Regions from separate parts of the Mus musculus genome. Here all the other regions are linked to region 3. Evidence: chromatin contacts called from public Hi-C, HiCAR-type, HiChIP or PLAC-seq and promoter capture Hi-C data. All regions are on one chromosome and are shown on one strand. The core of a region is the stretch at or near the end of the contact, and the rest is flanking DNA. Distances in the headings are between cores, read along the strand shown.

Region 1 (3,511 bases), core at 152-2,651, 1.1 Mb before region 3:
CTGCTTGCTCTCTATTCCCAATTCATATGAAGGAGACCTAAGACTTAGTATTTTAGGATGTAACCTGCAAGTATACTTGATACCTTTGATTGGGGTAATTAAGTTAAAAATGAGTCATTAGAATGGGCTCCAATCCAATATGACTGGTGTCCTTAGAAGGCTAGGACCCGCCTGAGTACACACACACACACACACACACACACACACACACACACATACACCAGGGGGTAGAGAGAGTGAGAGCAAGAATAAGAGCTAGAGAGAGAGAGAGAGAGAGAGAGAGAGAGAGAGAGAGGGAGAGCTTTTTGAAACAGAGAACACGCTACCTGCATTTTAAGGAGCCTTAAGAGAAAACACTGCTCACAACTTGGTCTTGGAATTTTAGCCTTCAGAATGGTGAAAAGATAAATCTTTGTTGTTTTAGCCACCCAGCCTGTGGTACTTTGTTATGGAGGCCAGAGTAGATTAACACAGTGTCTGAAGCCCCTGGCATAGACCCAAGAGTGATGCCTGCAACCACCGCAGCTGCCTCCCTCCCCATGCCCTTCCTACTGTGGTCATTTCTCTTCTCCTCTCCTCTTTCCTCCCTCCTCCCTTCCCCCAGCCTGCTTTTCATTTCTTTCCTTTTTATTCCCTTGCTTCACTATAACTACATAGACTTCCAGTCTCCCAGCACGAAACAAGAGACCTGTGGTGGGGAACTAGTCTAAAGGGTATTTGTGCCCATATAAAAGAGAGAAGAAACACTCTGGCATTTTCTTGGGTGTTTACAGAAGTCACAGAAGAATAACAATCAGGTGAGTCACTGGGCTTCTCCTGATGGTTAGCACCCCAGTTAGGATTATGGGGTTTAGCTGAATTGGAATAGAGAGAACACAGGCTTGGAGTGGCAAATCTCTTTCTGTACTGGAAAACAGGAACTACTCGGTATGTGTAGGGGGGAGGACTGGGGGAATGAATCTGTCCTTCCTTCTATGGTTAGAATTCGGGCTTTGGGAGAACCTTTGGATTAATTCCCATGATCTGTATCCTTAACATCCAGAGACCCAGAAGCAAGGGCAGCAGTGGCAAGAGGGCATCGCAGGATTCCTGGGAGGAGATGCCCAGGTCCAGTATGCATCTTCTCTCAGTGGGAAGTTAGAAGAGTCTTTGGCAATCGACTTCCCTTCCAGAAAAGGCACTTTCCTCCACCAGAAAAAAATGAGTGTAATCAGTCTGGCTGGCTGATTTTGCGTTTTGAGATTTCCTGGATGAGAAGCTCTGTGTAAACCGTGGGCACTGTTGTTTTTTGTACCTGGCTGCTGGGCCAAGAGAGAAGGGAAATGGGAAGGCGAAGCTAGAATGACTCCTTGGCAGGCAGTCTCCTGGCCTCTCAATCATGTCTGCTGCTGCTGCTGTTGCTGCAGAAGGCTCAGCATACTACAGCTGCAGAAGGGGTGTGGGGCAGGCCAGGCCTGAGGTGCTGAGGGAGAAGGATGTAAGCTGTGAGGGAGCTGGAGGGTCAGCTGGCTGAGCTGCCCTTATGCATACTTCCACTGCCATTTCTTTGCCTTCTATGTGAGCCTTTGGATCTTCCTGTCATTTCTGGGACTCAGGTTACAGAACTGCCAGAATTCTGCTTTAGCAAATAATAGAGGGGTTCCATGTCAGGAGAAGGGCCACCCAGGAAAAGAATCCATAGAGAGGATGAGGATGAGAGGAGAGGGGAGAAGGGATAAGATGCAGATGAGCAGAAGCCAGCTCCTAATCTGGAGTCAGCAGAGGGCATCTTCCTGATGCATATTCTGTTGCCTCCCAGACCACTTCAAGCAGGAAGCAATGGCAGCTGTGCGGACAGGCTCTCCCACCCAATTGCAAGACTGGGACTCCTTGAGAACGCTCTCCTGACTTTTCCAGGTGATCTGCATTCCAGGATGCTATTAAGAAGAGAATGTTGCCTCTGAGCAGAGAGGTTCTGCAAGGCATAGACATGAGAGCAGCCCACCTCTTTCTTTCTTCCTTTATATTTTGAGCTTTGAGATGGGAAGAATCCTACTGACCTGAGGGGCTCCCTGGATGATGCAAGAGTTCTTCTCTATCACTACCGCCTTGCCACCAGACTTGAAATGCCACTGCAGGGAGTGATCTTGGCTGATTAATATGCAGGAGGAAGAAGCCATAAAGTCAAGTGCCTATAGCACTTAATGTGACTATCAGAGAAAGGCTGGCAACCCCCAAACCTCTGTGCCTGCCTCATTATGCATGGCTGCCAGAGGTTCCACCTTGCACTGCAAACAGAAGATTCAGGCATATGTGTACATATGTGGGGATCTCATACATTGGCCATTCCTTTATATTAACGCACATGCACATACACATACACATGATTACATGTAACAGTAGACCAGAGAATTGTAGCTGGTGTCTTCCAAGCACTACAGAAGGCAATTCTCTCAGCAGAAGCAGCTTCTCAAGGATCTTTTCCCTTTCCTGGGCTTAGCCACCTTCTCATGACCAGGAAGACTCAGAGAGTCACATATTAATGACTCTGCATATTAGAGAAGGCTGTGATAGAATCAAAATTATCATTTTATCATTCGTCAGTTCTGAAACACCCAATCTCATCATTCATTTAATAGTAGTTATTCCAGTGAAACTGTCATGGCCAGGTAGCTGGTGGTTTCTGGTCTGATCCGTGCCTAGGCATAGGTGCTCCTCCCCTTAGCTGCTGCCATCATCATCATCATCATCATCATCATCATCATCATCCCTGTCACTGGAGTGGGAGATCTCTACAAAACTGATACTGTTTTCTCATCACAGAGCTTAGTTTCCATCATCTATCAGGTCCCTATTCTCTAGAGAAATCTGGAGATGCTAATGTGTGAGGAGTCAGGGGATGCTGTAAGAGGCAGTGTCCCTTACTTGTGGTTTGGAATTGGCAGCTTTGAGGTACCTGCTGTTCTGGGTTGTGTTCTGTGAAAGATTAAAAAACAGACTTCATTTATTAACCACAAAATCCTCTCTATTCTTTTAAGTTTACAAAATCTATCTTCAGACAGGTATAGCCCCTGGTGGCTGATGATGATACACCAGAGTCTTCCCAGTGCATACATAGATGATGCCAGAGTCTCTTCCCAGTGCATACATGAATGACTCCAGAGACTCTTCAGTCTTCCTCATCTCCTGGGATTTCTTAGAGAGAAAGGTTACTATTTTATATATTATTAATGACTACAGACATCAATACCTTCAAGACAACTATTGGAAGAATAAGTTCCTCTGAGAGGAGAATACTAGATACTCAGTTTTGCCTCTGACCATGGGCTCCAGCTTCTTGGAGTACTCCATTGATTGATTTATGTGTTGCCATTGAGACATCAGTTAGAGCTAGGGGGTGGGGTTCAGGGAAGTCAAGAACTTTCCTTTAGCTGTGTATGACTTAGTACTAAGTACTTTGCACTCACAACCAGGATTTGCCAAAGGGTACAGGGCAAAGAAAAACGTCACAGAAAAGCAGTGTGGATTCTGG
Region 2 (3,506 bases), core at 403-2,902, 1.3 Mb before region 3:
CAGGGCCACTGAGTACCTATCTCATGATAATTACACACCAGAAGGGTTTTAAATAGAGAGTGCTGAATGCCAATGTATAAAATGGCAAAAACTATAATTTCAACAAGTTAAAGGCATGTGCCAGAATGATGATTGCTGGATTACGTCATCTTTGGCTCCTGCAGCAACATCCCCCAGCACCTGTGTCACCGCCCCTCCTCTTTGCCCATTTGGCATCTTTGCAAGCCATCGCCATGTTTGAACAGCACAAGGCATCATTTACAACCAGGGAAGGTTGGAAAAACCTTCATTCTAGAAAAATCTTATCTTCAGAATTAAGACGACAGGGTGAACAGGTTTTTCTGCAATCTATGTGCAGTCATTTCTCTGTCATTTCTGGTCCTCATAACCGTTCAAAAATTGGAAAAGTCAGAGGCAACCCCAACTTCCTCAGAATCTTCCATGAACTGAAAATACTAGCAATCTTTCCTGAGCCACTGTAATTGAAATTAATTGGATTTGGGAGATAATAACATTTATGCTAATATGTGTATTGAGAGGAGACAATAGTGGGAGATAAGTACCTAGGAGAGGTGGGGCAGGAGGCTCTGCAGTCCTGGCAGGAGAGATTAGGAGTCTGGGGAGGAGATGGGGGATGGGGACTGAGGGAAGTGGAGCCTTCAAGAAACTGGAGGGGTTTTGACATGCAAGACAGAAGAGTGGAGAGAGGGAAGAAGACTAGAAAGCGTATACAGATAATAAGAGCAATAATACAACACTGACTATGCCTTCATTGATGTCTTTTTATGCCCCATGAACTGTGTATTTGTGACATCACTCTGTCTTTCCAGCAAGCTTGTGAGTCTTAATCTACTCTTATTTATTTTTATCTTGTGTGCATGCGTGTGTGTGTGTGTGTGTGTGTGTGTGTGTGTGTGTGTGTGTGTGTGCATATTTATGGATTTAAGTGCCACATCCTGTATGTGGAGATCAGAAGACAACCTAGTGTGTCAGTTCTCACCTTCCACTTTGTTTAAGAGAAAGTCTCTTGCTCACTGCTGTCTAAGCCAGGCTAGATGGCCTATGACCATCTGGAGATGCTCTTGGCTCCACCTTTCCTCTCACTGTGGGGAAGCCAGGATTACAGATGCTATTGCAGCTGGCATGGTGTACTCTCCAGAGTCAGAATCTTCACCTCTCACACTTTTTTCCACCCCAACTTAAGGCTGCACTAAATTTCTGGGCCCTCAGATGGACATATCTATCATTATTAATCCAGTTGGTCATTTCCCCCCTTTATTTAACTGCTTTTGTAGTTACTCGTGCCTAAAACTGTCTAATGTGTACCTTTAATCTTTCTCACAAACTTCCACTTCCATCTTTCTTTGATGATACATGGATGCTTTATTCAGTATAATTTTGTGCTATGGAAACATTCAATTTTTTTTTGTGTGTGTGTCTCAGAGCTACTATTGAGGTCAAATCATGGGACTATTGCATATTGGAGAGAAATAACTAAATTGGAATGGTAATGAAGTTAACTACTATTATCTTGGCTTAATAGACCTAGTATCAAATTGAAAGATGTTTAAACTGATTCCAAGGTCATAGCACGTGTGCATTTCATGCTGTCTTCTTGGCTTGCTTTTCAAATCGTTAGGAAAATCACTCACCTTCAGACTAATTGGTCTCTGAAGCTCAGAAATCCCAGCCCAGCTGCCTGCTCTCCCCTCTAGCCCAGACCGCAGAACTGATCCCTCTGGGTTATCCCCTCCCCACCCCAAACTCTGCTTTTTTTTTTTTTTCCTTATGGAAAGCCTTACAGGGCCCTTATACATTTCATCTGACCTTCCCAAGGCATAAACATAACACTATAACAACAGTCAATTAAATAAAAAGGCTGTCTGTTCTGACATTGCACTGTACCTAAAACACTGAAGATTGCCAGCCACTTAGACATGTTGAAAAGCATCAAACTGAGTAGAAATTGCAGCTCTGCTCTTAAGTACAATTTTCCTTGTAGCTCAATTTCCCCCAGCTTCACGCTTTCCTAGGTAAATCACACTAATCAAGAGAAGGGGGACATGGGGTACTGGATGGTGGATAGCCAGCCCTCCTCAGAAAGAGTATCTCATCTTAAGCCATCAGGGAATAGCTAACAGGCAGTCTTGACAAGCATGCATTCACTGGTATGAGAAGTCGTTTAAGTGGGAGGTGGGAGCAGATATCTTCTGCTAGTGGGGAGTCTCTTCCTTATTGTTGTCATGATGCCTGTTAACTATCCCCATCCATCATTCACTCAATACCTTGGTGAAATTAGTCAACTGCATGTTACAGCTGAGTTTCCGTGTGCCAGTCTCCCCGGAAAGCATTAGGCTGTCTTCTGCTCTGTGTCTCCCACCACTTGCCACCCTCTTTTTACTACTCATTAATGACGTTTCATTCTCGTCGGGGAACAATGGAGTCCTTTAGCCAATAATACGAAATTACAGGTGCTTTGTAGGCGCCCTCTGTCACCCATTTTGCCTCCATTGTAGGCAGTAGGCTGGAGTTGATTTATATTTCAAATGTTACTTGGCTTCTGCCCATTTCTAGATGGAAGCAGTATAATGGCTTAATGAACTGGCTCAATGCTAACCTTGATGAAACTATAAAGACAGTCTTGATGGATCATTTAAAGGGTTCCTTTCAGCTCATAAACTAGGTGGAGATCAGAGCATTTTGGAGTATAACAAACTTACCCTTTCTGTCCCGGGAGGCTCTGACAGTACACATCATCAGATGTCTTTTGGCTTGCCTCTTCTAGGATGTTCCCCTTACTGGCAGCTAGTATTCCTACTTCTTTGAGTCGGGATACAAAGTTATCCTATTCTAGGAACAAGTATATAAAAGGAGGGGGAAACCCAGGGAATAGTACACTTTCCCCAGTCAGGAACAGTGTTATGCAGGTTTATGTTAATTTTCAATCCAGCTCTGTCTCCAAAATAGGGATCAAATTCAGCTTCACAAATGTGAAAGCTGATAGTTTAGGAAATGGATTCAAGACTGACAGCCCACCAAGACTATGTCTGTTTTATTACACAAGAAGGCAGTGTGGAGCAGACCCAGAGAGATGCTCACAGGTTGGAGCTCAGCCTCATGTTAGCTGTGCTACAAACGTATCATCTGTGTAATACGAGAAATGCTGTTCAGCTCCAGGATTGTTATGAGATTAAATTAGATGTCATAACTGCCCTGGGCATGAGGAAGGTTCTCAACACAGTGACAGCATCTCTTTCCTCTTCACATGTATTACTCAGGGAGAAAGCTTAAAAGAGTCCCAAAGAGAGGACAAGATGTACTCATGTGAAAAAAAATGAAATCATCACAGCATGAAAATTTGAAGTACCATTTATTGATATTGTGTAAGTTTAAACAAGACGGTGTAGCACACAGGAGAAAAGGGAGTCATTGAGGCAGTACAAGGGTAGCACAAACTCTGAAAGCAAGAAGAAGTAGATGAAGGAGAGATCAATAATTAAATTATA
Region 3 (3,788 bases), core at 291-2,790:
CAAGGAGCAAACTTTGGCCTCCTCTTTCCCGTGTCACATGCCCTAGGCCCCTGGGTTGTTGCTCTTGAAGGCCTTGAACACCCATTTGCAAGCCTGAGCTCCACCTACCCATCTGGCTTGGAAAGGGAGGCCGTGGGTAGGGAGAAACTTGCAAAGTGCTACAGAGAGTGGAGAGATAGGGTGCGTTCCTGAGACTGATTGGCAAGTAGGAGGTGACTACAAGGACTCCCCGCAAACGTCCAAACCAAGACCTCCTGCCGAAACCCACTGACTCTGAGAGCCTTCCAGAAAGGAGGGGCAGGCTTGATAGCGTCCCGCCAGCCTCTCCCCATCCTTCCTTTCATTCACACCAACAGTTGCATTTTTTTCCTTCCTAAGTTGTTGCAAATTGAACCCATTATTTTGAGGGAAATGAGCGCTATCACGGCCTGCAAGTAAGAGTGTGTGTCGGGGTGTGTGCGCGCGCGCGGCACGGGAGTGCGTGCGGAGATGGTTTGAATGTTGGAAGTCTCCTTCTCGGTCCTCCGCGCAACCAGCTAGCCGCTGCACAGCTCCCTCCTCTAGAGCCTCCCAGGCAGTTCGGCTCCCCGGAGCCCCAGGCCCGGGCTCCCAGCCTGGCGCGATCTCCCGGTGTCTCCCACGGCGCCCTGCTTGCAGCCCCCAAGCCCACCCCCGCATGCCCAGCTTCCAGTGGGCGACTGAACGCGCGCAGCCCCTTGTGACCCCCAGACTCGCCACCTGCAGGTACTCACCTAAAAAGAAGAAGAGGCAGAAGGCGTTTGCCAAGATCATGTTAAATAAATCCCACAGTTTTGTGTGTATGTGTCTTTCTCCCTTAGGTTTAAAAAATAAAAATAAAATAACAACGGTAATAATAACAGCCAAGCAATGATAACGACCCCCAAATCCAATGCGGAGATCCCGCCAGGCGGCCGCCGGTTGAAGATCCCGAGTCCAGGGATTCTCGCTGCTGGCTGGAGGGGGAGGGGTGGGAGGCGGGCGGTGGGCTGCCTCTCGACGTCCCCCCCTTGCCACTGAAATCAAACACACGTAGCTATGTGTCTGGCTGCCTTCTAAGCCAACAGCCTGGTCCTGAGGTCAGCCCAGCCCTTCGCTCTCGCGGCCGGGAAGGCGCGAGTCCCCGTGGGTCCAATTCCCCTGCACTTCCCAGGAGGGGACTGGAGAGGTGGGGGCGAGGCGATCTGAAAGTGAAGGACTGGAAGAAAGCAGCGAGGGAGGGGGGTCAGAATAAATGCAAATAGGAAAGAAATCCACCGACGGATGGGAGCAATCCAGTAGAGCTTCTAGGACGGGAGACCAGAGTCGCTTCTTTGGCACCAAGACGAAGAAAAAGATTCAAAATAAAAAAAAAAAAATCTTCTCCCGCTATCCCTTGCTTCGGCTCACTTTTTCTAATGGAATTCCAGTGCCGGTGTGCCTGTGCTTGCGTGTGTCTTTCCTCCCTTCCTCTCTCCCTCTCCTCTCCTCTCCTCTCCTCTCCCTCGCTCTCGCTCTTTGCTCTCGATCTCCGCTCTCCCTCACTCTCCCTCTCTCTCTCTCTTCCCCTCCCTACTCCCTCTCTCCCTGCTCCTCCCTCCGCCCGCCTGCTCCCTCCCTCCCCCTTCGCGGCTTCCTCGCCTAGGCTCTCGCGCCTCGCCCCTCTCCTCTGCTCGGGGCTCAGCGCCCCGGCTCCCTGGCGGCTGGCGGCGCAGCGCGCGGGAGCGCGGCGGAGCAGCTACACTCTGCAGCAGCAGTGGTAGCGACTCGGCGGTGATGGAAGCTACACCGGAGTGGCGCTGGCGCCCAGGAACACTGGCCTAGGGGTGAGCTCCACCGCTGGCTCCCTCGGCTCAACTGCCCGCCCTTGGGACCAGCCTGCTGCCTTGGCCGGAAAACCGACTAGATCCCCCGGCCAGTGTCCACGCTCAAACCAACGAAGCCTCCCGCCCCCTCCTCTCCATGCAATGTCTCATCCTGGCTAGGTGAAGGCTTGCGTTCTCCAAGTGCTCCTGCCCCTGCACTGGACCCCCAGAGCCATGAGGTTTCGGAAGCCTGAACGAGGTTAGGGAGACACTGAGGCCCGGGTGCTGGAGCCATCCTAGAGGCATGGGGGCAGGGCAGTAGAAAAACCCAGGCGTGGTGGTCCAGGTCTGAAAAAGAGAGCACCACTCTGCAAGCTGATGTATTCCTTGTGGGGAGCCGTTCTGAGAGTCTTCCCAAAAGCACTAGGGAACCCAAAGACGCCCTTGTAGGCCAACCCTATCTCCCTGGGTCTAACCCCGCGCTCCTATTCGTGTGTTCTGCATGCAGAGCTCAAGAACTTTTACCGCACACTAGTGACTCGCTTGCCACCCCACCCCGCGCGCGCTCCCCAACACACAGGCACACACACCAGCTCTGCAGCCATTCCAGACACCTCTTCCCCAGTTGGTCTCTCCTCCCCTGGACCAGAGAGAAGATTGTCTAGGGGTCCCAACTTCCTCCTCCAAGGCCAGTGAACCAGCCAGAACTGCGCGGGAAAAATCCAGCCCGGGTTGACACCCCACCCTACTGGGGAGCCCCAAAACAAGGGACACTCAGGCCTCTGCTTCACACCCCCTCCCCGCACACAGAGATCTCCTGGACTCCCTAGAGCTAGTCGGGGAACTAAGGCCACTCCCGGTTCCCGAAGCTGAGGGTGGAGACCCTTCCGGATGGAGACTCCTCCCCAAGCCGGGAAGGGGGACAATTTATCCATCTGTCTTTGGCCCCAGCTCACCGGCGTAATTTAGTCATAGAATTTACAATAAAAGCCCAGAAGCCCCGAAAAAAGAAGCGTCTGGCTGGAGAAGGGTTGAAGGCGAAGTGAGGTTGCTGACCGAGGTGGCAGGGCGGCAGACAGGCAGTACACATGTCTCAGCGCCCTCGGGATCATACAGCCCACGCACACCCGGCACCCTAGTTCCACGCTTTTCTCTGACACACCTTCGGCTGCCCTGGCATTTCGCACTCCTATGTCTTGCATGCGACTCCCGGAGCCAGGTTTAGGCGATGCTTCGTCAACTTTCCACGTTGCCAAAAAAAAAAAAAAAAAAAAAAAAAAAGCTGTCACCATCTCAAGCTTATTTGGGAGTGTCTTCTAAAATACATTGTTAAATATTAAGGCGGTGGAATAAAGGAAGTGGTAGTGTGTTTAGTGTGAAGAGAGGGGGTCACTCACAAAACCAGCAGCCTTAGCTGCTAGTGGGAAAGCTAGAGGGAGCAACTTCCATCTTGTGGATTTAGGCGGGAAGGCACAGAACAGGCGTTTCATCTGGCCATTGGGAGACAACGATCCTAGACCCTACACCCAAAAATAACACCACTGTGACAGCTGGGTAGGGGAGAGTTCCAACGAAAAGTGCCTAAGCAGCAGCAGGGGAGCGTTGGCTTCTCTCGTCAATCCTCCATCCCTCTGCTGTTTTTTACTTCCCAGAGTCCCCTAGGTTCTTTTCAAACATTGGGGAACTTACACATCTGATGTAGGTTAGAAGATGAAAAGCAGTGAGATATACCTCTAGAAACTCTTAGCCCAGAAGCCAGAGGCTGGATGCTTCACCACTAAATATATTAAGCCTCTTCCACTCACTCACCTACTTCCTGGCCCTTCTGTAGATCCAGGTGTTACCCCACCTCCCTTAAAGGCCTCTCCTTCAAAATTAATGCTAAGCAATCCCGCCATTACTCAGACCTTACCTTCGGTTAGCCTTAGTTGAGTACTAGGGGGAGAGGGTTCTGGGAGAAAAAAAAAAAAAAAAAGCTAAGTGGGC
Region 4 (3,374 bases), core at 256-2,755, 1.3 Mb before region 3:
TTACTCAATTGCCTAGAGCTTGCTACCCCAAACTGACCTTGAATATGCAGTCCTCCAAGTGCTGGGATTACAGGCATGCACCACCAGACCCAGGTTGGAAACGTTTTTGATGAAATTGTACCAGTTTCCCCAGGAAACTCAACATTATCAAGATGTTAGTACAAACCCATTCCTCCGACAAGGTGAAAGGTCATCCAAGACCTAGCTCCGTATTGATCTTGTCATTGGTAATTAATGACAACCACGTATTAACCACATGCACACAAATTGATTTTCAGAGGTGCAATGATTAGATTTAATGTCTCCCGTGCCATGTATTTATGTGTTTAATTATTAGGTTCATTATGAACTTTAATGAAGCTATGGGGTATTCATGTCTTATTAGAAATGTATTTATTATTATTATTATTCATTTACAGATAGCTTTTATTCTCTCTGGTCTTGAAACTGACTTTCACAGGTAAAAATCATGGTGTGTTTTAGACGCTGTTTCTGTTTCCTTCCTCTGATTCCTTGTGGATGTGTGCGGTGCCTGGATACAGAGAGGGAGGGGTTCTTCTCTTGCCCAGCCTAGCCTGGTCAGAGGTCAACAGAGGAAGAAACCCTCCTAGCAGGAAATCCTTAAATGATGCTGGTTCTCTCACCTTTGGCAGCGGACAAGAGAACAAGTTGAGTGCTGACTGTCAGATGAGTACTGTTTCTATAGGGAGAGAGAGAGAGAGAGAGAGAGAGAGAGAGAGAGAGGGAGGGAGGGAGGGGGAGGGAGGGAGGGAGGGAGGGAGGGAGGGAGGGAGGGAGGGAGGGAGAGGGAGGGAGGGAGGGAGGGAGGGAGGGAGGGAGAGAGAGAGAGAGAGGGAGAGAGAGAGAGAGAGAGAGGGAGGGAGGGAGGGAGGGAGGGAGGGAGGGAGGGAGGGAGGGGGAGGGAGGGAGGGAGGGAGAGAGAGAGAGAGAGGGAGAGAGAGAGAGAGAGAGAGAGAGGGAGGGAGGGAGGGAGGGAGGGAGGGAGGAGGGAGAGAGAGAGAGAGAGAGAGAGAGAGAGAGAGAGAGAGAGAGAGGTGGCTACAATTTCCCCAGCCTTCCCCACTTTAAGCATGAACTCTGCCTCAGCAGGGCCTGAGTCCGCATGCTCTGTTGTGAGTCTGACTGTTATTATAGGGACAGCGCTTGGGCCCCAGCCGGGATTTCTGTTGCAGCATTCACTTGCAATTTGGAGTCTGGGCCACGGGGAAATTGCAGACAATTTGGATGAAAACGGTTGGAAAATTGCAGTGTTTAGGCCTCTCCCACCAGCCCCTTCATGGTTTTTTTTTTTTTTTTTGTTACTTTCTTTCTTATTTCTTTTTCTTTCCCTTCACACCCTCCTCCCACCGCCCCCAGAATTACTTTAGAAGCAGGGAACAACAGGCTAGACTAGTTGGATTCTCTTTCCCCAGTCTGAGGCGTATTTTGTAAACAAACATGTAAATGGATACAGAATTTAACCACCCTCAGACAAAGTGGCTGACTAGAGAAGGGAAAGCAGTCAGACTCGCTGTGTGAAGGCAGTCACTGGAGGGCCGGGGAATATTTGTCCTAGTTAATTGAATTTCTGATTGGAGATATGAGTTTACTGGCAGACCTTTACTCTCTTGCAGATTGTTCTAAAACGATCCCACTTACCTATCTCCACGGTTAATTAATTATTTAAAAATTTCAAACCCTGTTTAATTCTAAGAAAGGAATGTGAGGAAACTGCCTTATTAATAGTAGATTAATGACATCTTTTCATTGGTCATTGAGATTCATGGGCACGGCGCTGGAGATATTTATCATTGCTCTGCGCGGTGAACGGGAAGGCGTAACATGGAGGACGAAGATTATACAGATCGTCAGTTATAATAGGCGTCAGCTGTCCGCATCCACAGGCTCGCTCGCTCTGTCTCTCCTACAGCCGCCAGTTGATTTTTTTTTTGTTTGTTTTCATTTAAGAGCTGCCACCATAAGCAGTACATTTTATTTTTAAACAGATCCAGTTATTGTTTCTCCCATGATATTGGGCTAAAGTCTTATTTCCCCATAGTCACCGGTTCTAATTCATGATTTACTGAGAGGACAAAGAAGGGATGCCTTATGGGAGTGGGCGGGAGCAGGATGCCATGCTCCAGGTCTGTGTTGAGCTGAGACTTGGTGATGATGGGTAGGGTGGAGTGAGTTAGCCTTGGACATGTGTTGCATGAGCTCTGAAGCTTGGAGATGCACGTTGACAGATAGATTGGCGACAGAGACTAAGCTTAACCTTACATTAGAAGCATGTTACTTGTTTTGTTGTTGTTGTTGTTGTTGTTGTTACTGTGACAAATGCCTAAGAAAAACCTTACAGTTAAGGAAAGAAAGATTTATTTTGCCTCATGGCAAAGGACAATGTTATGACAGCAGGGCATGGCTAAGTGCTTTGCTCAGTTCATGGTGCTCAGGAAGGAGGGTGGAGGTAGCCCAGGAACTTGATGAAACACCTATCAAGTCCCATGGTGTGATAGATTCATATCATGAATCTATCAAGGAACTTAGCTATTGATTAGGTCAGAGACACCCCTCTCCCCCCAAACTGGATCCACCACCTGAGGACCAAGCCTTCAACACACAAGCTTTATGGGGAAACATTTCATATCTAAGCCATAATGGAGGAGTGATGAGCTCGAGGGGGCCAGGCAAGCCTACAGAAGCCTGGCTGGAGAATGAAGCTGGAAGGTGGCTGTGATGAAGGCCACATGACAAAAAGACAACCAGCAGAACTTGGTGTAGTGACAAGGATACTATGAGAAGGAAGGAAAGGTGCCAGAAAAATAGCTCAGCCAGTAAAGCACGGGCTCTCAACTGTGAAGACATTAAAACAGGCATGAGGATACATGTTGGTTGTGCAATCCCAGTCCAGAGAAGGTAGAGACAGGAGGATCCCTGGGACTTGTTGACAAGCCAGCCTAGCCTCTTGACTAGCTTAGGCCAATGAGAGACTTGTCTAAAATAGATAGATAGATAGATAGATAGATAGATAGATAAAGATGGGACAGCTTCTGAAGAAGGGACTCCCAAGATTGTCTTCCTGCCTCCGAAGTCATGTGCACACATATGAGTGTGTGTGTGTGTGTGTGTGTGTGTGTGTGTGTGTTGGAATTATGTAGAGTAGAGGTTGCTTGATTGCCAAGAGTATGTACACATTTGTGTGCGTGGATATGTGTGTGCACAAACACCTACATGCAGATTCATTTCCACATCTTCTACTTACACATATACAAAATAAGGAGGCTAAGGCTAGCAGTGGTGGTTATACTTGTAATCCCAGTACTTCAGAGGCTGAGACAAGAAGACCCTCAAGATTTTTAAGACAATCTCGTTAG
Region 5 (3,441 bases), core at 732-3,231, 1.8 Mb before region 3:
GGTTATTTATTCACTGATGAGGGAAAGAAATGTCTGCTCAAAGCCAACGTAGATTCCTGTGTCTCTCTGGCTAGGGTGATTTATGTCTTTCTTTCTCCCCAAAGGATATAAATCCCTCAGTTTTCCCCCTCCTCCTCACAGCATTGTGCACCATATCAAAGTGTCTAGGTCTACTTCAGTGATGTCTTGAATTACATGCCCTTGTCTCCTTCAACTAGTCTATTATTTTTTACTTTGCCTGTGGCATGTAGATGGGCTTTAAACATACTTATAAAAATGCAGGTTATTCTTAAGTTCATTTTTTATTTTTAATTTTTTTCATTATTATTATTTTTTGTCTACCACTGAATCATGGAACCAGAATCTTGAGGGAGTAGCGGTAGGATTCGGCATTTTTACGAAGTTTACAAGAGCAATGCTTTGGAAAATACTAGTTTGGAGTTAACTTTGGAGACTTTAGCCTCCAACCGAACAAGAGTTGGGCAGCAGTAAGGGGAAGCCACACAAGTCCTCCACATTCAGATATAAACTCTCCTATTGCAAAACAATGAGCAGTTATACTTCTGTTATTCCAAGCTCAGCTTTCCAGTAATTTTGTCTGGAAGAGGGCCAAAGCTGGAAGTTAAGAAAATGAAACATTTCTCTCAGGGAAAGGACTTTTGCCCCCTCTCCCCAACCCCCAAATATCTCAAGATGCAATTTGATAGAATCACTATCCTACTTGTTGACGGGAAGAAAAATAACCTCTCATTAGCTAGCTGTGGATACAAACATCGGATCAATCATTGCCTGCAGCCATAGCAAAAAGTAGGTGGAGAAGGAAGAAAGCGGGGCTTAAAAAACACCACCACAGGAAAATAGAAATGGTTAAAGTGGATGTACAGGCAGATGAACACAAGCCAAGTGAGGGGTCTTTAAGAAAAGTAAGAACACTGCAAATAAAACAGCACCAAGGTGGGGATTTTATACACTCGCGCACACCTCTGCAATCCCATGGGACTTTGGTACTGTCTGAGTATCTTATTTGATATTCAATGATCCACTAAGAATTTCATTATCCAGTTCTGTTTTGTTTTTTTCTTTTTTAAGAACGTAAGAAATTCGTACATCTTCGAGAGATTTCTGTCAAATGATTAAAAAAAAAAAAAAGATTGCCACCTTAAAACGCAGCGCAACCAATAAACTGAACTACAAGTCAGACGTGGAACCTGGTTTCATCAGTCACCAGTTTTGGCTGGACAGGGGGAGGACTCAGGTTCCCAAAGACGACCCTCTCCCTAAGGCTTCCGGTGAAACTGCAAAAGTAAGCAGTCCGGGCCGGCCCTCAGGCGCTACTGCAGCGTCCCCCCCACCGCCCCCCCATCGCTCGAGGCTTAAGGAAATTGTCGCCGCCTCCGCTTCGCTCTCCGCGGTGGCAGACGTCAAGGTAACGGGTTTCCACTAGATTCGGCTGGTCCGAGTCCAGAACCTTTAAGCTGTGCGTTTCTGAAAGACGTAAATCTGTTTCGTGGGTGCTAGAAAATGCCGGGGCTCTAACCGTCTGGGAGTGGGAAGGTCTGAGCCCACTTCGGGGCGCTTCCCCGTCCGGGGCTTGCCTCTAAAAGCACCTGCCGGCATCCTAAGTTCTGGGGCTTGCCGAGAGGGGCTGACACGGTTCGTCTCTGGGGGCGGTGGGTGGGGGGCGCTTTCTAAACTGCATTCGGAATGGCGTGTGGGGCCCCGGATACGTCAATCATCCGCACAGTTCCCGGGCTCTGGGAGAGCGGCACCGGAGCTCGCATGCCACACACACTTGCGGGCCCGGGAAGCCTCGGCTTGCGGGGCGGCGGGCGAGCGGGTTCGGGTGCGCGCGCTCGAGCTCGTGTGTGTGTGTGTGTGTGTGTGTGCGCGCGCGGGGGCTCCGGGTCCAGGCGGCCGGGGGCGCCGTCGGCGGGGCTCGCGCAGCCGCACTGGGCGCGCCGACTCCGGGCTCCTCCTCCCGGCTCCGTAGTAATCATGGCGGCGGCGGCATTCGCGGTCCCTCGGGTGAAACAGAAAGCGGGAGCTACGCGGAGAGGGAGCGAAGAGCGGGGCTGAGGCGGCGGCGCCGTCACTGCCGGGAAACACCCCTCCCCAACAACCCCCCTCCACAGCAGTCAGCGCAGCGGCGGCCGCGGGAGCCCCGGCCCACCGCCAAGCGAGTGAGAGGACGAGCCGGAGCCTCGCAGGAGAGACGCCCGGGGTGGGGGATCCGCCTTCCTTCGCTTCGGAGCGGCGGGATTCGGAGGTGAGAGCCGGCAGGGGGACGCCGGAGCCCGCGTCGGGGAAACCGTTAGGCTGGGGCTGCGGGCCGCGCCGCCGGAGGGCTGAGCCCGTCGGGGAGGGCGGGCGGACGGGCGACGCCCCCACGCGAGGCCGCGCCGTCCGCGGGGTGACGGACCCGGGACGCGGCGGGGACGTGCGCGACACCTGCCGGGGCTCGGCGACAGCGGAGCGCTGCCTGCGCACCTGAGGGTTAAATCCTCGAAAACACGCCCTTCGGGTCTGCGCCCGCCTGCCTGGCCGCCCGGGCGGCCGCCGCAGCCGGTGCCTGGCGGCTCCTCTTCCCCAGGTAAGGCAACCACCTGTTCGGTCGGTGGCGAGGAGGAAGGGAGGCTGCGGTGCTCGCCCAGCTCGGCAGCCTGCGTGGGTGAACTTTTGACACGACTCTGGGAAAGGGCGGCACGCGCTGGGTGAAGGAAAAGGAGCGAGTAATTTCGACGTCAGATCGCTAGCGCTTGCTGCTTTTACCGTGTGTGATAGGTAATTGTAGTTTTATTAAACTATCACCTTTCATAAAAAGCATTGGGGGGTATTCGTGTGTGTGTGTGTGTGTGTGTGTGTGTGAGAGAGAGAGAGAGAGAGAGAGAGAGAGAGAGAGAGAGAGGGAGGGAGAGAGAGAGAGAGATTGCTGAGGGTGCTAAGGATGGTGAGCTAGAGATTATTTATTTTAGTGAGACTGTAAGTTCCTTTGGGCACCTTCTCGGCTGTCCGTCTACTAACTGACAGTGGCAGGCGGACAAGGCTTTCCCTCTTTTTGTATTATAATCTTGAAGTGCTCACGGGTAGACTTTAAAAAACACCGAGCCACATAATGATGTTGCTGCATCCTATTGTGGTCTGTTTCAGTTCTTGAAACCCAAGTTTGTGCGTGTTGTAAGAAGCAAATAAGCATCGCCTCTCAGCCTCTTGGCTAAGATGAGTTGTAAGAATGAAAGAGCAGTTGAAGCTTTTCTGTAATATTTGAATCACTATGCTTTTGCCAGTATCAGTACGAAACATATGCCAGTCAAAACCGAGCCATATGTCAGACAGAAGCAAATTGAGATTTCTGGCTCATATCCCGTGTTTAGATAAATATTTAGTTTGTGTGTATTTGCGGAGTGTGTAATTCTTGTCATCTCGGAAATGTTGTTTAAGTCA
Region 6 (3,722 bases), core at 676-3,175, 1.7 Mb before region 3:
GTGCATTGTTAGGCTAGCGAAGTAGTCTACCATTAATATCCTTCTCAACTAGAACTAGTAGTCTACCATTAATATCCTTCTCAACTAGAAGACTGTAAAGATAAGAATAAAAGCAACCTTAGGAGGAGCAGAAACCTGAGTGGTACAACCTGGCTCGATGGAGAGCAGTGTCCATCACTGGGCTCTACTGCTTAGGTTTAGGGAAGTCACTTCAGTGTGCTTAATGGCTGCCATCAAATATTGTCTAACCAACTAGCCGAGGCAACGACTGTGCAGCGTTGGAATCTGCTGATGCTGTGAAAATCCTAAAAAATTTGAGCTGTGAAATAAGGTACGGTTTGATCAAGGTCAGGTCTAAGAATAGTAATTTAAACGAAGAGTATTAGGTCTCTCTATAGTGATTTTGGTAAGATTAGCTGTGAAACAGGATGTACTTATAGTTGTAAGAAATAAGTTCAAGCTTTAAGAACACAGCAGGAAAAGGAGCAGAGAAATCATAGATCTAGAGTTTGGACATTGAAGTCATTGACCTGACAGCAAGTGTTGGGGCAGAAAGAAAAAAAAAAAAAAAAACAACTCACTGACTGTCAAAATAGCATAGGAGGGCAGAGTGGCGCAGTGAGAGAGAACAGGGAAGTAAGCGCCCATCCCACAGCCTCAGGGGAAATGCATTCATAATGGAATAAAAGGTCAGCTATTACCCTTTTCCACTTTAAACCAGTGTCTCTTCTCCTCTGGCCTCTGACTTGCTTTTATTGAGTCAAGTTGCCAGGGGTGTGTCCTGCCAGGTTTTTTTTTTTTTTTTTTTTTTTTTTTTCTTCTTCAGGAAAGACACTGGGCCTTTAAATAGGGCCTGGCCTTTAACATGTGATTATATGAAGCAACCCTGCCTTTGCCTATGTACCCTCAAGTTACTTATCTGCTCCTGCCTCAGCTTCTCTAGTAATGATACCTCAGTTTGCGTTAACAAGTAGGACACTCCACATGGTTCGTCTCACTGTGTAATCTTTAGTTTTGAGAGTCAGCGATCATACTTTTACTTACAATAACTATCAGTTACTGAGAGGTCCTAAACAGTGTATTTCATGTACTAGTTTGTCTAACTTGATTCTGCAACAGTGCTTTGAGGTTGATCATTTTAACCTTTCCACAGGAGACAGAGCCCAATAGTAGTACATTTGCCATGCTAGTAAGTATCGGAGCTCATTTTAACTTTTAGTATCACCTAGTACCCAAATCCATCTTCCCCACTGTGGTGCGTGTCACAGATCCCAGCCATTGCTTGTGTATGTAAGCAGTTGATAAAGTTCCTCTGAACTTATATGCCCTCTTAAGTAATTTACGGGGCGTATTTTTTTTCCAAAAGAATAAGTTTTCACCTCAATTAACTGAGTATTTTTCACATTCCTGCTTTAAGAATACTATCCACCAAGGATCTTTCCTTAATGTCAAGAGTAAGTTCTATTTTTAAAATAATCACTAAAAACAAAGTACACTGACTATAAAAGCAGAAGCCTTCATTAGCTTTTAAGGAAAAACAAAACAAGCCTGAAATATATTCCACCTGTAAGGAACTTGTCATTTAATTCTATTGTGTGGGCAATTCTCTGTGTGTTATAGGCATAGCTTGAGTATCGAGCATGAAATGATCACAAACTATACACTCATATTTTGGATCAAGGCTTTGAATTCATTTTACCCCAATCTTTCTATGTGAAAAAGCAGCAGGCTGCGTTAGTCAAACCGCGAACACAAAGAGGATGGTTTTCCATCGCGTGCCTATCCACCAGGTTCTTTTGATTAGGGTTTACTTTGGCTCTTAAGGCAGAACGCGTTGCAGTCAGGAAAGCAGCTGAAGAAGCCTTTAAGTGTTTTGTTTCAGTAGCGCCCCAGCGTACCCTCTGCGCTGTTTCCTCTCCCGGTCTTTCCCGGTTCACTGCGGGTCATGTGATACCGGTCACGTGACTCGGTCAAAGGATCTTTTCCTCTTACCAGCTTTGAGGAAAAAAAAAAAAAAGCGAAACTGTTCTCCAATTAAAGCTGCTAACGTGTACTACGCCGTTTCCTTGTTGGGTTTTCTTGTTCGCTGGCTGCTGCTCCTGTAGAAACAAAATGAGTGGTAAGATTTGCTGATTTTGAACATTCGCTTTTATTTGAAAACATAGGAAGCTTTTGTATTAACCTAAAGCCGTGTTGTGTGTTTTTAGTGCCAAATCTGTTCGCTTTAGAAATACTACATATTGTTATGTGGTTATGAAAATTGTAGACTCTATGAGCTAGAGTGATTTTAAATCTCATAGCATGCCCCATTCTGGCTGGCCTCTTGATTTTTTTCGTCTTTTCTCTTTTAAGACTGATCAGAAAATTGGCATCAGGTAATTTGGAAGCCATTGTGTGCGGCAGGAGTCAGCAGTCAGCAGTCCGTTGTTTATTTAATTTTAAATGCTTAGACAAATCTGTAGTTTTGGGTTTTTTCTAAAAGAAATAAAGAAAAAATTGAATATGAATGGTAGATTAAGAAAGACGATAGGTTTAGTTTATGTTAGGTAAAATGAACTAGGTATAAATCATTGATGGTACCTTTAAGAATTGGGATGGGAAGTTTTTCATATTTAAGGCAAATGACAAACAGAATTGTACCCACTTTTGCAGATTTTAAAAATAAGTAGGCCCTTAACAGTAATGTAATCACTCTGCTTTGGGGTAGCTTTTGCCTAAAGCTTGTCAATTCTGAAGGAGCTGTTAGGTGTAGCTACAGTTGTTCAGGTACAGCTTTCTTGTGCCAGGTGGACATGTTATGTACTCCTATAACAGGTTTGCTTCTTCCCTGGACACAGTCTGCTTTGCTGCATACAAATTTAAGACAGTTTGCAGTTAATTTTCTAGAACTTTCTGAGTTAGAAAGTACTGTTGGACCTGAGAGGTAGTCAGGCATTGTGTCAGTGAGTGTCCAGGGTTTAGAGTTTGATGCAGGACAAGCAACATGGTGCTGCCAGCATTGTGGATCTGAATATCAGTACTTGTGTTTACTGTCTATGTATTGGGGGTGTGGCAGGTTTGTGTTCAGTGTTGAATATATCCCACCATTATTTTAGATAAATGTACATAGCACTGATAAATTATCTTTTTAAAATCTAACTGTGTGGCATTTCTGCCTCCGAACTAGAAAATTTACTTAAGTAGTCAAAGTGATCACGTCATAAAGGAGTCCTTTGTGAAACTAAATGATGACTTGTTCCAGCAGCTATCAAAGTAAACTGTGAGCTGAGTCCAGTGGCACATGTCTGTAATCCTAGCATTGTGGAGGCTGAGATGGGAGTGTGGGTGCATCGCCTGAAAGTTACTGCTCTAATAGCCACAGAGAAACAGAACACCGGGTTTAGTTGTTCTGCTTTGAAGATGCCTGTCTGCTTTCTTTCATTTCCACATCATCTTCATCAATCTCTGTCTGGCATTAATGACTTGACACAAGGTTCAGCATGGCAGTGGGTGCAAAGAGCCTGCAGTCTAAGCTTAGTACATAGAGCTCAGTAAAGTTTCCTTGACTAAGTAAACAAATGCAATTTTCAATAAAATCTCTAGTTCTCAGCCAATTTCCACATTTTATAAATAATATCTAGGGCGGATCTTACAATTTAGAAGGCTAGTTTACTGGTTTATGTGAATTAGTTAATGAATAAAGTGACCATTAGTGTACAACTGTTCCCCTTTCTCCAGAGAGC
Region 7 (3,386 bases), core at 498-2,997, 1.6 Mb before region 3:
CCACTTCCCAAGTACTGGGAATACAGGCCTGTACAGGCATTGGTGAGGGCTAGACTGATTCAAGGCTTTCCCTGGGTCCCTAATGTATGGAGAAAGAACAGTTTCGTCTCCAAAACCAGGAATATGCTGGGGACATTGTGGCTTCAGTCATGGGAACCAAACTCTTCCTACTATATGAGGGTCATGGTTATGAGTTCAAGGCTACTGAGTGCTGCACTATGAGGCCCAGCCACCTGTGTGATACCCCGGAGCTCCCAGATTCCAGGATGCTTCCACAATCCTTTTCTGAAACTTGTGGGGATGCTCAGGCAACTTTGGCAATGATTGGCCTTCCTTCTTGGCTCCTGAAGATCTGACAGAGTGCCTGTTCTCCTTAATGGATGGCCTAGGCTGTGTCGGGGTGGATTGGCTAGGTCCAGGTGGTTTTCCTGGCGATATGCCTAGAAGCTGGGGCAAACAGGGTCCCCCAAGCCTTACTTAGCAGCTGCCCCAGGGACAATCAGTAGCATCAGGTATCCCCAGACCATTCACATCTCCGAGGCCTCAAGTCAACTTGGAATTGGTTAGAACCGAGATGTTTCTTTTAAGAACATTTTTTAAAAAGTATTTTTTGTATAATAATATTTTAGACGTTAGTGTCTGACCTGAAATCTTGATCTGTATGTATTTGATGGTACATGTTCAGAAGAGGAGGAAATCACATCTGCATTCTACAGTGAGCCTTTAAGAGACTATTCATCCTCCAGAGCAGGATTCTTGGCTCATCAATATTTGTGTAAGGGACTTTCGCACTCCAGTTTTCATTCTGTCAAGAAGCCTCCAACACGAGCCTCCAACATCATTTAACCTCGGCAGCTTTCAAACATCCTACATGTCAAAGATGCCCTACTGTTCCCTAAAAACTTCGGAAAGAACTTCGACTCCGAATCTGTGGACCATTTCACTCATCACTAAGTGATAGGCCTGTGAAGTATGCTGCAAAGTAGATTGGGGGTGGGGGAGGGGAGGACACTTGTAAACATCACTGTGATAGTTAGATACCAGCTAACTTGGCACAAATTCCCTGGCTGGGCAGTTTGGTTCTGGCTGGGATAGGCATCAAACGAAGCCAGGTAATGTACATTCATCAACTTCACACCTCACATCACCAGTAATGGGACATTCATTCACAAAATGGTCCTGAGGGAAACAGCTGTTATGCTAGCTATGGGAGTGGTTGTTGGGTCTGCTCTTTTAAGTCACAAACTGTCAGCCCTCTTAAACTGCAACAAAACCAAACCAATCCTTTGCCCAAGGCTGACAGACCCCCTGCCGGAAAGATTTAGCTTCAAATGGAGGTGGGGGTAGGGTAAAAACAAGACAAAAGAGATTAGGCGGCCTCCCCAGTAGCTTGTCACTTAATCTCGGAAGGAACTGGCTGCCGAGAAAGTTTGTTTGTACTTTCTTCCTATCTCTGCAGTCCGTGACTGAGTTATGTTCAGCCTCACAAGGCATTTTTTTTTTTAAGTCATAAACCCTGTTTAGGTCTCAAAGAAACACAGGACAAGGCGCAGTCCCTGTGGGTCCTTTCTGCACTCCTCACCCTGCTCCCCACCCTAACTGTCCTCAGCTGAGCGGTCCGGCTGGGCTTCCGATCCCCTCCCCCTGCTTCGCTTCCCGAGTTAATCTCAGCCATTTTGGCTATACCCTCTCGGAGCCTCTTGGCCCCTTGCTGTCTCTGTTGGCTTACAGGCGATTCCACTGGGCTCCTCCCTGGGCCCTAGCAGCTGCTTATGTCATCACCTGCCGCTGCTAGGTACAAGCCAAGTACAGCATAGGAAAAGGACTGCTGGCCTCTCTCTCTCCCTCCTCCCCTTCCCTCTTCCCTCTCCCCTTCCTTGCTTCCCCTCCCTCTGTCCTTTCTGTCCTCTCCCCCCACCCCCCCACCCACCCCCCACCCCCCGCTTCTCTGCACTCTGCTCCCTTCTGTCTGTCTCTACCCCTTCTCCAGATCCTCATTTCATTTCCCTCCCTTCCCCCAAATAAACCTCCCTATACCAGGTCTGTGACGTGACAGATACCTTGACATGGGCCCGCCAGGTACCCCCACCCATTGGCATATAACATTTCATAACAGGTTCCCCTCCTGGATCTCTGTTGCCCTGCTTGCTATGCTCCTCACCCCCCTCCTCCCCCCCAGTTCAGTTTGCAGGACATGTTCAGTCTGGACCCTTCCAAATGCCTCTGGCTGTTCTCTCCATCCTATCTACCTTGTCAACAATAACTTGGAATGGTCATGTCCCCATTTTTCACTCAGAGACCATATGCACTGGAGAACCAGCCCGCCCAGGGGAGGTGTTGTAAAAGGTCTTTCCTTTTCCTCTTGCAGTTCACTCTCACCCAGAGGCAGGAGCCTACCCACAGAGGGTCACACAGGTAGTAAAGATCCTGCTCTTCCTGGGAATTCTGCCTCAGCAAATAAGCTCACAGTCTAACCTGTGGCCCACATTGAAGCAGCTGCTGTACTTCCTCCGTTATAGCAATGGGATGCCTCAGAATATCGTGGCACAAAATTGCATTCTTTGCCAACAAGAAAAGAATTTTGACCAACTTCTTGAACAATATTTACATTTTAAGTTATTGTGTTCCTTTCTCATAATTAAAATGATTTATGTGGTGAGTTTGAAAATTAAAATTTCCTGTTTCCCATGGCTATTGTAGATTGCCTTGTGCCTGTTGAGAGACTTCAAACTGTAGCCTTTTAGATGATGTCATCACTGGAACACACCCCTAATCGTAAGGGGGGTAGACAGTTTTAGGATCTTCAGCAATTCACAAAGTCCTGCGGTATGTCAGTCAGTGTCCTAGTTAGGGTTTCCATTGTTGTGAAGAGACACTGTGACCAAGGCAATTCTTATAAAGAACAGCATTTAATTGGGGCTGGCTTACAGTTCCAGAGGTTTAATCCATTGTCATGGAAGCATGGTAGCATCCAGGCAGACATGGTGTTGGAGGAGCCAAGAGTTCTACATCGCCATCTGCAGGCAGCAAGGAGAAGACTGTCCTCTGAAGACAGACAGGAGGAGGCTATGATTCCAACCACACTGGGTGGGGCTTGACCATAGGAGACCTCAAAGTCCACCTACACAGTGACATAAGGCCATGCCCACTCCAATAAGATCACATCTCATAGTGCCACTCTCTGTGTCCAAGCATTGAACACAAGAATCTATGGGGCCCAAACCTATTCAAACCACCACAGTCAGTGAACACACAGTATTTACAGTGTGCTAGCATGGTGTCAGAACAATCCAGAAAACTGAAAGGTCTTTGGAAAACCTGCAGCTGTTCAGAAGCCTGTTTTTCAGATGTGTAGATGTGAAGAAACTCAGTCGAGTGCAACTTGG

The links. Promoter capture Hi-C pulls out the DNA fragments that hold promoters and counts their contacts. A called contact is a pair of places that touch in the nucleus more often than the background predicts. HiCAR-type assays count read pairs that join an accessible place to other places. HiChIP or PLAC-seq counts read pairs in DNA pulled down with a chosen protein or histone mark.
Region 1: a HiCAR-type map of astrocytes shows a contact between it and region 3, with 2.5 times the contacts expected there. The contact joins the enhancer-like site here to the promoter of Gfra2 in region 3. A contact is called at or near these places in 4 of 39 promoter capture datasets (hippocampal neurons, liver and stem cell-derived epiblast-like cells), 1 of 15 datasets of contacts at CTCF or cohesin (pro-B cells), 4 of 484 Hi-C or Micro-C datasets (cerebral cortex, cumulus cells, nephron progenitors and 1 more), 6 of 115 datasets of contacts at active chromatin or transcription factors (SST interneurons, astrocytes, embryonic forebrain and 3 more) and 1 of 9 other capture datasets (embryonic stem cells).
Region 2: a Hi-C map of cerebellum shows a contact between it and region 3, with 1.7 times the contacts expected there. The contact joins the enhancer-like site here to the promoter of Gfra2 in region 3. A contact is called at or near these places in 6 of 39 promoter capture datasets (the 3T3-L1 cell line, cranial neural crest, hippocampal neurons and 2 more), 1 of 15 datasets of contacts at CTCF or cohesin (stem cell-derived epiblast-like cells), 1 of 484 Hi-C or Micro-C datasets (cerebellum) and 4 of 115 datasets of contacts at active chromatin or transcription factors (craniofacial prominence, embryonic stem cells and forebrain).
Region 4: a contact with region 3 is called in a promoter capture Hi-C map of hippocampal neurons, with 10 times the contacts expected there. The contact joins the enhancer-like site here to the promoter of Gfra2 in region 3. A contact is called at or near these places in 5 of 39 promoter capture datasets (cranial neural crest, hippocampal neurons, liver and 1 more), 2 of 484 Hi-C or Micro-C datasets (both in embryonic stem cells), 10 of 115 datasets of contacts at active chromatin or transcription factors (differentiating embryonic stem cells, embryonic forebrain, embryonic hindbrain and 4 more) and 1 of 9 other capture datasets (embryonic stem cells).
Region 5: a contact with region 3 is called in a promoter capture Hi-C map of pre-B cells, with 5 times the contacts expected there. The contact joins the promoter of Fndc3a here to the promoter of Gfra2 in region 3. A contact is called at or near these places in 3 of 39 promoter capture datasets (hippocampal neurons, pre-B cells and stem cell-derived epiblast-like cells), 1 of 484 Hi-C or Micro-C datasets (embryonic stem cells), 2 of 115 datasets of contacts at active chromatin or transcription factors (embryonic forebrain and large pre-B cells) and 1 of 9 other capture datasets (embryonic stem cells).
Region 6: a contact with region 3 is called in an H3K4me3 HiChIP or PLAC-seq map of embryonic forebrain, with 6 times the contacts expected there. The contact joins the enhancer-like site here to the promoter of Gfra2 in region 3. A contact is called at or near these places in 3 of 39 promoter capture datasets (the C10 cell line, cranial neural crest and hippocampal neurons) and 5 of 115 datasets of contacts at active chromatin or transcription factors (astrocytes, embryonic forebrain, embryonic midbrain and 2 more).
Region 7: a contact with region 3 is called in an H3K27ac HiChIP or PLAC-seq map of embryonic stem cells, with 18 times the contacts expected there. The contact joins the enhancer-like site here to the promoter of Gfra2 in region 3. A contact is called at or near these places in 5 of 39 promoter capture datasets (embryonic stem cells, hippocampal neurons, liver and 2 more), 1 of 15 datasets of contacts at CTCF or cohesin (stem cell-derived epiblast-like cells), 10 of 484 Hi-C or Micro-C datasets (Th1 cells, cortical neurons, differentiating embryonic stem cells and 2 more), 10 of 115 datasets of contacts at active chromatin or transcription factors (craniofacial prominence, embryonic forebrain, embryonic hindbrain and 4 more) and 1 of 9 other capture datasets (embryonic stem cells).

Annotation. Positions count from the first base shown.
Region 1 is chr14:72,000,326-72,003,836 of GRCm38.p6, reverse strand. No RefSeq gene overlaps it. Among named protein-coding and RNA genes, the nearest start is that of Gm35079, 41 kb to the left of the region's middle. Within about 2 kb of position 1,401, at least 17 of the 459 cell types and tissues checked have an H3K27ac peak or open chromatin away from gene starts, as enhancers often do. A contact at or near this core is called in SST interneurons, astrocytes and cerebral cortex, where this site is marked.
Region 2 is chr14:72,224,742-72,228,247 of GRCm38.p6, reverse strand. No RefSeq gene overlaps it. Among named protein-coding and RNA genes, the nearest start is that of Gm41205, 42 kb to the right of the region's middle. Within about 2 kb of position 1,652, at least 6 of the 459 cell types and tissues checked have an H3K27ac peak or open chromatin away from gene starts, as enhancers often do. A contact at or near this core is called in cerebellum, where this site is marked.
Region 3 is chr14:70,887,859-70,891,646 of GRCm38.p6, reverse strand. Gfra2 (glial cell line derived neurotrophic factor family receptor alpha 2) reads right to left here and starts at 1,540. Exons shown (of 9, transcript NM_008115.3): 1 at 753-1,540. The coding sequence starts at 792.
Region 4 is chr14:72,153,537-72,156,910 of GRCm38.p6, reverse strand. No RefSeq gene overlaps it. Among named protein-coding and RNA genes, the nearest start is that of Gm41204, 23 kb to the right of the region's middle. Within about 2 kb of position 1,505, at least 11 of the 459 cell types and tissues checked have an H3K27ac peak or open chromatin away from gene starts, as enhancers often do.
Region 5 is chr14:72,708,543-72,711,983 of GRCm38.p6, reverse strand. It overlaps Fndc3a (fibronectin type III domain containing 3A), which reads left to right and starts at 1,981. Exons shown (of 26, transcript NM_207636.2): 1 at 1,981-2,266.
Region 6 is chr14:72,601,319-72,605,040 of GRCm38.p6, reverse strand. All of the region lies in intron 3 of Fndc3a (fibronectin type III domain containing 3A), which reads left to right. Among named protein-coding and RNA genes, the nearest start is that of Fndc3a, 110 kb to the left of the region's middle. Within about 2 kb of position 1,925, at least 368 of the 459 cell types and tissues checked have an H3K27ac peak or open chromatin away from gene starts, as enhancers often do. A contact at or near this core is called in astrocytes, embryonic forebrain, embryonic stem cells and 1 more, where this site is marked.
Region 7 is chr14:72,504,827-72,508,212 of GRCm38.p6, reverse strand. No RefSeq gene overlaps it. Among named protein-coding and RNA genes, the nearest start is that of Gm30500, 15 kb to the right of the region's middle. Within about 2 kb of position 1,747, at least 63 of the 459 cell types and tissues checked have an H3K27ac peak or open chromatin away from gene starts, as enhancers often do. A contact at or near this core is called in Th1 cells, craniofacial prominence, differentiating embryonic stem cells and 2 more, where this site is marked.